Linked DNA regions of Danio rerio: region 1 is linked to region 2. The links are chromatin contacts, called in public HiCAR-type maps. All regions are on one chromosome and are shown on one strand. The core of a region is the stretch at or near the end of the contact, and the rest is flanking DNA. Distances in the headings are between cores, read along the strand shown. Region 1 holds the start of mrps18b (mitochondrial ribosomal protein S18B). Region 2 holds the start of kpna6 (karyopherin alpha 6 (importin alpha 7)).

Evidence for each region. HiCAR-type assays count read pairs that join an accessible place to other places.
Region 1: a contact with region 2 is called in a HiCAR-type map of caudal fin, with 4 times the contacts expected there. The contact joins the promoter of mrps18b here to the promoter of kpna6 in region 2. A contact is called at or near these places in 2 of 4 datasets of contacts at active chromatin or transcription factors (caudal fin and embryo).

Annotation. Positions count from the first base shown.
Region 1 is chr19:32,890,909-32,896,041 of GRCz12tu, forward strand. It overlaps mrps18b (mitochondrial ribosomal protein S18B), which reads left to right and starts at 3,551. Exons shown (of 7, transcript NM_001017759.2): 1 at 3,551-3,634; 2 at 3,762-3,909. The coding sequence starts at 3,554. It overlaps ppp1r10 (protein phosphatase 1, regulatory subunit 10), which reads right to left and starts at 2,653. Exons shown (of 19, transcript NM_001277109.1): 1 at 2,635-2,653; 2 at 2,140-2,451.
Region 2 is chr19:32,355,473-32,360,108 of GRCz12tu, forward strand. kpna6 (karyopherin alpha 6 (importin alpha 7)) reads right to left here and starts at 2,187. Exons shown (of 14, transcript XM_001923886.8): 1 at 2,083-2,187. The coding sequence starts at 2,086.

The sequences.
Region 1 (5,133 bases), core at 2,301-4,800, 540 kb after region 2:
TAATTTCTATAGCTTCCAAAAAGAGACACATATTGATAAATATTGTTATGATAGCTGTTTTAACATTTAAGTTATGATTGAATTGCCTCTTGTTAGTTATGAAACAGTTTGATAACAATCAGGAAACGTTCATAGGCCAATGACATTAAATGGTCCATTAAATGTGATTAATATATTAAAATAAACAAATATACACACAATGTACATTTTGTTAATAAATGAAATCAATAAGATCTGAGGAAGCCAAGTCAATTAGAGAGAGAGAGAGAGAGAGAGAGAGAGAGAGAGAGAGAGATCACGTCACTTGCCCTGCCCACGCTGAGCAACAGCGAGTATTTCTGCCTTCATTTCCTCTCTCTACAGCACAATTGACTGGAAGCCGACGACTCAACACAACTAACTACAGCAGAAAGATTATCAACGCGACGGATTAGATTACACATTACAACTAAAAAACACGTAAACCGATAGTATGGAGATTTGTACGACTTTTAGGCATGCAAAAGTTTAGCAACGTTTTATTTTCTACGTAATTTTCAAGACAGTTGAAAATGTCTACTAATGGCTGAATCGAAAAAGTTAAACTTACTCACTTTTGATCGTGTGAGAAATCAGGTTTTGTCTTACCCGTAACACTGTTGGTGAAGAACTTTTTATAGTCACAACCGAACTCCTTAAACACGGAACAATACACACAATTCCTGGAAATGTCAGTTGTCATGACAAACAAGAAAAAGTGAACAAGATTTCATGTACAGTCACTGTAAAGAAAACATTAACGTTGAAGTACCTGTCAAGATGTTACAAGTTGTTTGCTTACTTTTTAAATAAACTTAACTATTTATATTTAATAACTTTTTGTATAATAATGGCTACAAATAAACCAGTTTAACACCATGTAAGTTAACCTACATTCACTTTTTAATCGAGTTTACAAAACTGACCAAGGATTGATTGAGAACTTGTCAACAGAGCAATACAGTGTTGGCCTGACTATAATACAATTATTTTCGTCTGCTCAATAGTGGCCACCAGGGGATTTGATTTGCCATCTGTCGAAGTCTCCCTCTCATTTAGCAGCTCGCCCTGAGCTGACAGCGGCTCCTCTGATTGGCTGAAGTCCGAGCTAAACCACGCCCATTATCTTTAACCACTTGTCCTCGTGTACGCGGTGGGCTAAATAGAACGGATGCACGGTCGCCATCTTTGAACTGCAACAAGTCTTTTAAAAAATACGATATATGTCCCCCGCCTGCTGTTTATCTTACAAAAATGCTACATTAACCCCGCTAGCGACTCATGTATGTTAAGACGATACCTCAAGCTGTAAATGGGGATGATGGCGACGCGACAGCCGTTCCGAACTAAAGTATTTCCTGTAGATCCAGCCAGAAAAACAAAGCCACCATTGCCTCAAGAAAAGGACAACCCGTCCGCCATTTTAAAGCAAAGTCGAAAAGACAAATAACACCCCATCTACGCACACGACACAAAAATGCAATCTTTATACTTAGACTGCTATGCATTTCATACATTATCACTGCCTAGGGAGGTTTATTTTTTTCACCAAATACTATCACAACGATATCCACAGCTCCGCCAGCTATTAACCTATTATGAACAAAATGTTGCATTTCCCTCGTTCGGCTAAATCCACAGGCGCCACTTTGGCAATCTTTATGTGTAGATTGCGTTGGTTGTTCCAGTGAGCTCTCCTTTGAAAAGAATGCAGTTTATAAAAAAAAAGCCCCAATTGAATGCAGTCACTTCCTGACTCTGCCTATGGCAATCTTTATGTACAGATTGCTTATGATTAGCGATGGCTAGCTCATTATTCGATGAATTATCGTTACTTTAATTATGGTAAGGATTGCTCCGTCTCACACACAAAGAGAAACAGGGCGTTGAAGCCGCTGCTCTGGCTTTGCAATGTGAGCTCATACGCTATAGCTAGCTCTGCCTCGCTTTATCTCAGCATGCTGTCTGTCCTCTAGAAGAAACTGTGGCGCATTAAGGTCGCCACAGTCGATCTTTCTCTAAAGCTTTCATCTATATTTATATCTGAAATCATTTATAACACAAACAATTGGTTAACTGTTAACGTAGTTTCGATTCAAATTGGTTTGAAAAAACACTTACTATTAATACCTCTCCTCTGCGTCTCGGGTTGCTATTAATATTTTGTGCTTAACAGCAACAAATTTCAGCTTTATAACAGTTTAAGAGAACGTAAACTGTCATGACTTAAGCATTATTGGCTGAAAAATGGCATAATGGGCGGGATTGTGGTGGCTGAAATTGAGATTTTCCTTCTTGAACAATCTGGAGCAAAAAAGGTAGTAAGCGAATGTCCGTTACTCGAGTAGAAAAAAGTAAGAGATTTTGGGGTTTTCTCTTCGTACACAGTTGAAAAATCCTCGACGCCAGATCTTCACTGAGACCGACTCAGACCTGAAACGAAACAACAGGACAAAGAGAACGTAAGAAAAAAACGCATTTTTGGAGGCGGAAATCCAGGTAATGTTCAAAAAGGCCGGATTGTTGATAAAATTGATGATGTAGCCAAAAGTTGGGGCAAAAACACTTTAAATCGCGAAAAAAAGTAAGAAAGCTGTCCTTCGATATAGCACTTACCTCAGACAAATCCAGGAATGCTCTAGAAGGGTGGGACTCGGTATATATGGTTCTGACGTTTTTTGCGTCATTCCAGTGGCGCGAGCGCGCTTTCGGGCGTTTCTTTCGACACAAAATGGAGCTGATGATCACGCGGTCCTGTCGCGCGCACACTCTCGAAACGACCTTCTTTCTTTGTTCAAGGACGAGCCCACCCCAACCAGTTACTATGGTTTATGATTCATATGCTCTTTAAAAAAAAAAAAAAAAAAAAAAAAAAAAAAAAAAAAATATATATATATATATATATATATATATATATATATATATATATATATATATATATATATATATTGTATTCAGTCAAAATGACACATTAATGTTGCAATTATGTAGTTTATCTACCATATATTCTATGTACTTTGCGTCGATTAAAATAGTTCCAAAGAGAGAAATGTTTGCGATTAAAAAAAAGCATAAATGTTATTTTAATTTATATATTTTCACACAGATTTTCTTTAACAGCATCAGTCCTAATGATAATCAGATCATTTATGCATTGTAGAGATTTGAACCCTTAAAATAACAGTTTGATTATCACTGATGTTTGCTGTTTCTTGTAAAATAAATCCATTATTTTTCCTATACTTAAGGCTAAGCAGATAAAAAATACATATTAATTGTGTCTTGGATAAGATCTGAAACATTCATTTTAATTATTTATAGTTTGCCATTGAAAACAAGCAAATCCATTTAAATTCCAACAAATAATATGCGTATAAGACTAAAACTAGACTTTCATGACAAGCTGACTTTGCAAAAGACAACGCGTGTTTAGTTTTACAACAAATAGAAAACGTGAGATAAATAATAAAAGCTGCGTACTTCCGTCACAGTACACTTTAACCGTTACAACTTCCGTGTTTCCTGCAAAGACAAAATGGCAGCCTCCTTACAACGCATTGGGATAGTTGCTTGCCGCACATTTCCCGTTAATTTACAACGACATCTTCAAGCACAGGTTTGTTGATTATAAATTAACATTTTAACTGATGTTTTTGATATAACGTGTGGTTATATAAATGTCGTGTTTACAGCGAAGTGATCACGTGAAGAGGACGAATCACGTTCTTTATTTTGCATTGCAGAGAATTCGTGATGTAAGAATAACGTCCATTGTCGCTCCGGTGCATCGTGTCAATTATTGTGCATCATCTTCATCTGCTGATAACACCAATTCAGCGGAGACGCTATCTAGATATGCAGACACACCATGGGAGTACTTAAAAAGTGAAGGTAAATATGACTATTAAAGTATATAGTTAACATCAGTGTTGGGGAATGTTATATTTAAAAGTGGTGCATCATTGAGTTACTCCCAAGAAGTAACGTTAACTAGTTGCGTTACTTTGTTACTTTTATGGTAAGAAGTCCAACTCCCTCTCAAGAAATGCGTAGTGGTGGAAAGAGTACTGATAAATCATCAGTAAAAGTACCATTACTTGCCCAAAAATGTAGTGCAAGTAGAGTAAAAGTATCTGTTGTGAATATTACTCAAAGTATGAGCAAAAAGTAGACCCTTTAAAAGTACTAAAGATTAGCAAGTAGTGAGCATTATGCTGTGAAAGGCTGATGCGTTTATATGCAAGTTGTGCAGGGATATGTAAACGTAACATTAGTGCATTTAGTTAGTGTTGACAAATTCAGTCATTATACAGTTGGCATCACTCTTCTCATCAGTGACTTGCATCTAAGCCACAAGTGTTAAACTCAGTTCCAAAAGGGCCGCAGCTCTGCACAGTTTAGTTCCAACCCTAATTAAACACACCTGATCAAACTAATTGAGTCCTTCAGGCTTGTTTGAAACCTACAGGTAAGTGTGTTGGAGCAGGGTTGGAACTAAACTGTGCAGGGCTTCGGCCCTCCAGGAATTGAGTTTGACACCCCTGATCTAAACAGTCTCTTGGTCGTCCATCTTCTTGGACACTGTTAATGCTTCCAAGCAGTTTGTTACATTTATAAAGCATGTCTTTAGGTTTAGGATGATATAAGTTTGTTTCTATGTGCGATTTGGTTGGACCAGAATCACAGGACTGATTATTCTACTTTAGCCAATGCCCATAGACAAAACAAGTAGAGACTGCAGGTTGAAGGAAAGAAGTGGAGTAAAAGAACTTTACGGCACTAAAAATGTACTCGAGGAAAAGTAAAAATTCACATTTTAAAACAACTTACTAAATTTCAATTCTTGAGAAAAGACTGCTCCATTTCAGTAATTTGAGTATTTATAATTTGTTACTTTACATCACTGGTAATGCGTCACATTACTTTTGCGTTACTTTTTTTATTACCTGGCTCAGGCTTAACCTCTTTCAGAACTTTTTTTTTCTTTTTTAAATAGAGGAGTTCTGCAATTATTTATGCACTGTACAACCCACATTTACCTTTAAAAAAAACACAAATAAAAAATTTTAGGATGTTATTTGAGAAGTTCCTGACCCCTGAGCTATGAGCTATACA
Region 2 (4,636 bases), core at 937-3,436:
GTACCTGCAAGTGCTGAATTTGTATCATACATAAAAGAACAAATACACACATTTAGTTTCAAACTGCCTATCTTGGCAAACAAAGATTGGATGTGCATCATTATGTTGGATCCAAGCTTTGCACTGGATACAGTAGACTATTACACCTTCCGCTGTTCATTTGTCATTATAGTTAATTATGTAATAAAACGGAAAAATCCCTAGCTGGCTCTTGACTGAACAATTTGTATGGTTATTTTATATATATATATATATATATATATATATATATATATATATATATATATATATATATATATATATATGTATGTATATTACAATGCAGTGTTATTTTAAATCTTAATAGATTAATCTAAATACTACTGTTAGACCTACTTGAACATTTGAAAAACACTGTTCATTTAAGTATCTGTGCTGCATTTATTATTAATACTGATGATGTGATGTTTGAATTTTAAATTTGCATAAATTATATAAAGATTTGGAAAAGTCAAAGTTTTAAAACCGTCAAAATTTACTGTAATACAGTTCTTCTGATCCATGAAAGATTTTTACAAATTTTTTGGGACAACGGTACCTAGAACAGCAGAAAAGATATATAAAAATGCTGCTTAAATTGTAAAAAAAAAAATGTGTTTTTAAAACAAATGAAGACAGCAGAAGTCAATGAGTCATTTGAATGATTTAGCCTGACATCTTTACTGCTTCGAAATATTTTGAATGTTTCTCAAAATAAAATATGTGTTCAAAGTGAAAAAAAGTTTTTGTTTTTACTCAGACATTTAAATAGAGCATATTTCAGAGCAGTAATCACAATACTGTGAAACCGTATTTTTAATCCAAGGTTATTATACTGTCAGAATCTTATACCAGACCATGCCTAATTTCATAACAGTTTTATATTTTCATCTGTAGCAGTGACAGTGAAAATTGTACTTAATTTGGCTTACTTTTTGCTTTGAAAGACTCATTTCTGTTAGTATTCCAATTTGCACCATACAATGTGATAAAAAATCCCATCCAAATACCCTGAACTGAACTGCTGATTTCAGCTTACTCAAACTGCAAACTAAAATGGCACAATTTGTGAAAACCTGCCAGATATCACATTAATATAAACTGTGATGATTCTATTAAATATAAGACAGGAAAAACCAAGTCAGCAGACAGTCAGTTTCCGATACCTAATCTGACCTTCCAGTTTGTATCATTCCTGTTCCAACCTTTTTCCATCACAACCTATTCTAAAGATCCAAGTAATAAACAGACAGGCATCACACATATGTATAATGCTCAAAACACCTAGCTATGGGGTTCTGACATAATTAATAATCATTCACTAAATATAAAAACTAAATTAGCCAGCCTGTACCATGTCATCACCTTCCTCCCTACACACCCAATGTAAAAATGAGGAGATCCCAAGTTATATTTAACAGAAAAGACTGATGGTTTAATGCAGCTGACAACCTAGCCGATTTGTTACTACAAGAAACTGCCATTTTAATAATCGTGAATATACAATAAAAGTCTCCCATGAGTAGTTTTGAAACAGAAACCATCAGCTATCGTGGCTGATCACGTGTAGTTGACTAGTGCACTCACTGACACCAGGGACATGTTGTTTAGTCTGTCTAAACCCAGACAGCTGTCTACATAGACAACATTAACGAGAATAGATTTATATAACCCATGACAGAGCACTATGTTTAATGTTTGAGCATTTCCTCTTTAGCTGCCACCTAAAACCCGAACGATTTCACAACCTCGAACAGAACATGTCTAACATGACCAAGCGTTTCCACTGGCAAAGACTCAAAATTGACAACCACGTCAATCAAATTCAACCAAACCTCACTAAAGCATGTCCGAAAAGCGTTATGACTTAAAACATTTGCTCTTGGAATCGCTGGTAAACATACAGGTCGTGTACAGCAATGTGCTAGGCTAACTGGCCCTTTACACTCATGCTGTAAATGACATGATGTAGCTTGTCTTGGGTTCTCGGCTACAAATCTGATCCCAAAACACCGCGAGTAACAGTACGAACACGTCAAAAGACAGTATTGACGAGATACTCACCCATGGTTCTTTCTTGAGTTATATACGCTTTGATGACTGGTTTTATCAACGCTGTAATCTTAACACTCGATTTTGCTCCTCACAAACAATATGTCGGTGATCTACGGAGAGTAGAAGGAGACAAACTTAATGACAGCGTTTCCAATTTGTGTCTTACGAAAGGCTGAGCAAACGAACAAAATGAGGGGGTCTCGTCATCACTATGTAAAAAAAAAGAGAAAATAATAATAATATTAATGATGATCATAATTATAATAACAATGATAATAATAACAAAAATAATGATGATAATAATAATAATAATAATAATAAACAATAATAAAAATACTGCCACTATTAATTATATTAATAAGAATAATCATAACACAAATAATTATTATAATATTGAGGAAATTTGGATAATATACTCTTTATTAAGATATACTGTTAATAGGCATAATAGGCTTACTAAGTGTAAATCAGCTTGTCAGCTCAAAATATAAAAATAGGACTATCTATCTAAATAGTTAACTAACTTACAATATAAATGAATATATAAATAAATAAATAATATGGTCAAAATCATTTTTATTATTTTGTGCATATTAAATAACACAAAAACATTATTTAAAAAAACAAATATAGTAATAACATATTATTTATATTATTCATAGACATGAAAAATAAAATACATTCATTCATTCATTTTCTTGTCGGCTTAGTCCCTTTATTAATCTGGGGTCGCTACAGCGGAATGAACCACCAACTTATCCAGCACGTTTTTACGCAGCGGATGCCCTTCCAGCTGCAACCCATCTCTGGGAAACATTCACACACACATTCACACACACACTCATACACTACAGACAATTTAGCCTACCCAATTCACCTGTACCGCAGGCCTGACTAATTAGCCCCCTTGTTTATTTTTTCCCCAATTTTTGTTTAACGGAGAAAAAAATGTGTTTTTGTCAACACATTTCTAAACAATAGTTTTAATAACTCATTTCTAATAACTGGTTTATTTTATCTTTCCCATGATGACAGTAAATAATATTTGAATAGATATTTTTTAAGACACTTCTTTACGGCTTAAAGTGACATTTAAAGGCTTAACTAGGTTATTTAGGTTAACTAGGAAGGTTAGGGTAATTAGGCAAGTTATTGTATAATGACGGTTTGTTCTGTAGACTATCGGAAAAAAATTATAGCTTAAAGGGGCTGATAATTTTTACTTTAAAACGGCTTTTAAAAAATTAAAAACTGATTTTATTCTAGTCAAAATAAATCAAATAAAACTTTCTACAGATTTGGGAAATATTTTAAAAAAGGAAAAAAAAATCAAAGTCGGGCTAATAACTGTATATGTATATATATGAAGTCAGAATTATTGATAATATTTTTTCTTCTGTTTTATTTTGGTTAGAATATAAGCAGTTTAACAGTTTTATTTTTTAAAGGGTCATAATTATTAGCCCCTTTAAGCTATATTTTTTCCAATAGTCTACAGAACTAACCATCATTATAGCTTGTCTAATTACCCTAATCAGCCTAGTTAACCAAGTTACCTTCTGGGAAAAGGTTCAGAGTACCTTGCTGTAGATTAAACAGATATAAGAATTCCTTTTATCCTATGAGCATTAAGCTATTAAATAACAGTAGTAGCTTACACTGAGAGTTTCTGTTTTTGCTTATTTTCGCTTATGTGAAGAGACGCATGTAACTTTTATAAAAATACTAATTTGTTTTTTGTATGTTGTATTGTTTTTTCCATGTTTGTGATAACTGCAGCTGAGGGCAAGAGCCCAAGACAAATTTCCCTAACTGGGACAATAAAGTTTTACCTTACCTACCTCACCTTAGTTAAGCCTTTAAATGTCACTTTAAGCTGTTTACAAGTGTCTTGAAAAATATCTAGTAACATATTATTTACTGTCATTATGGCAAAGATAAAAGCAATCAGTTACTAGAAATTAATAATTAAAATGATTATGTTTAGAAATGTGTTGAAAAAATGTTCTCCGCTAAACAAAAATAGAGGAAAAAAATAAACAGAGGACTATTAATTCACGGGACCAAAAATTCATATATGCATTAATTTGTCATTTACTATTATAAATAATATTGGTAAATATAACAACAAAAAAACTAAAAAAGGTAGAATGAGATGAGACAATTAATGACTCAATATGTAAGTCACATTTAACGCAGCAACTTGGTTAACCTTACCCAGCGGTTAAGTCATATAAACAACCCAGCATTCTGGAGCTAACTGACTAAACCCGGCACTTGGGTCAAAACAACCTAGGTGCGTGGTATGTCCTATAGTTATCCAGCACCTGGGTTAGGATTGGGTTATTTTCCAAGTCAGCATTTTTTTAAAGTGTAGTGTACAAATGATCTGATTTTATATGGAACTTTCCAACTTCCCCAGAAATACTAAGGCTTGCTGAATATAATTAATATGGCCACTGAAAAATATTGAACAATTGAATAAAAATGTAAATAGTGTAAATTAATTTATAAAATCTATAATTTATTCTTAAATCTGTAACAGGTTAAAACAAATCAAACA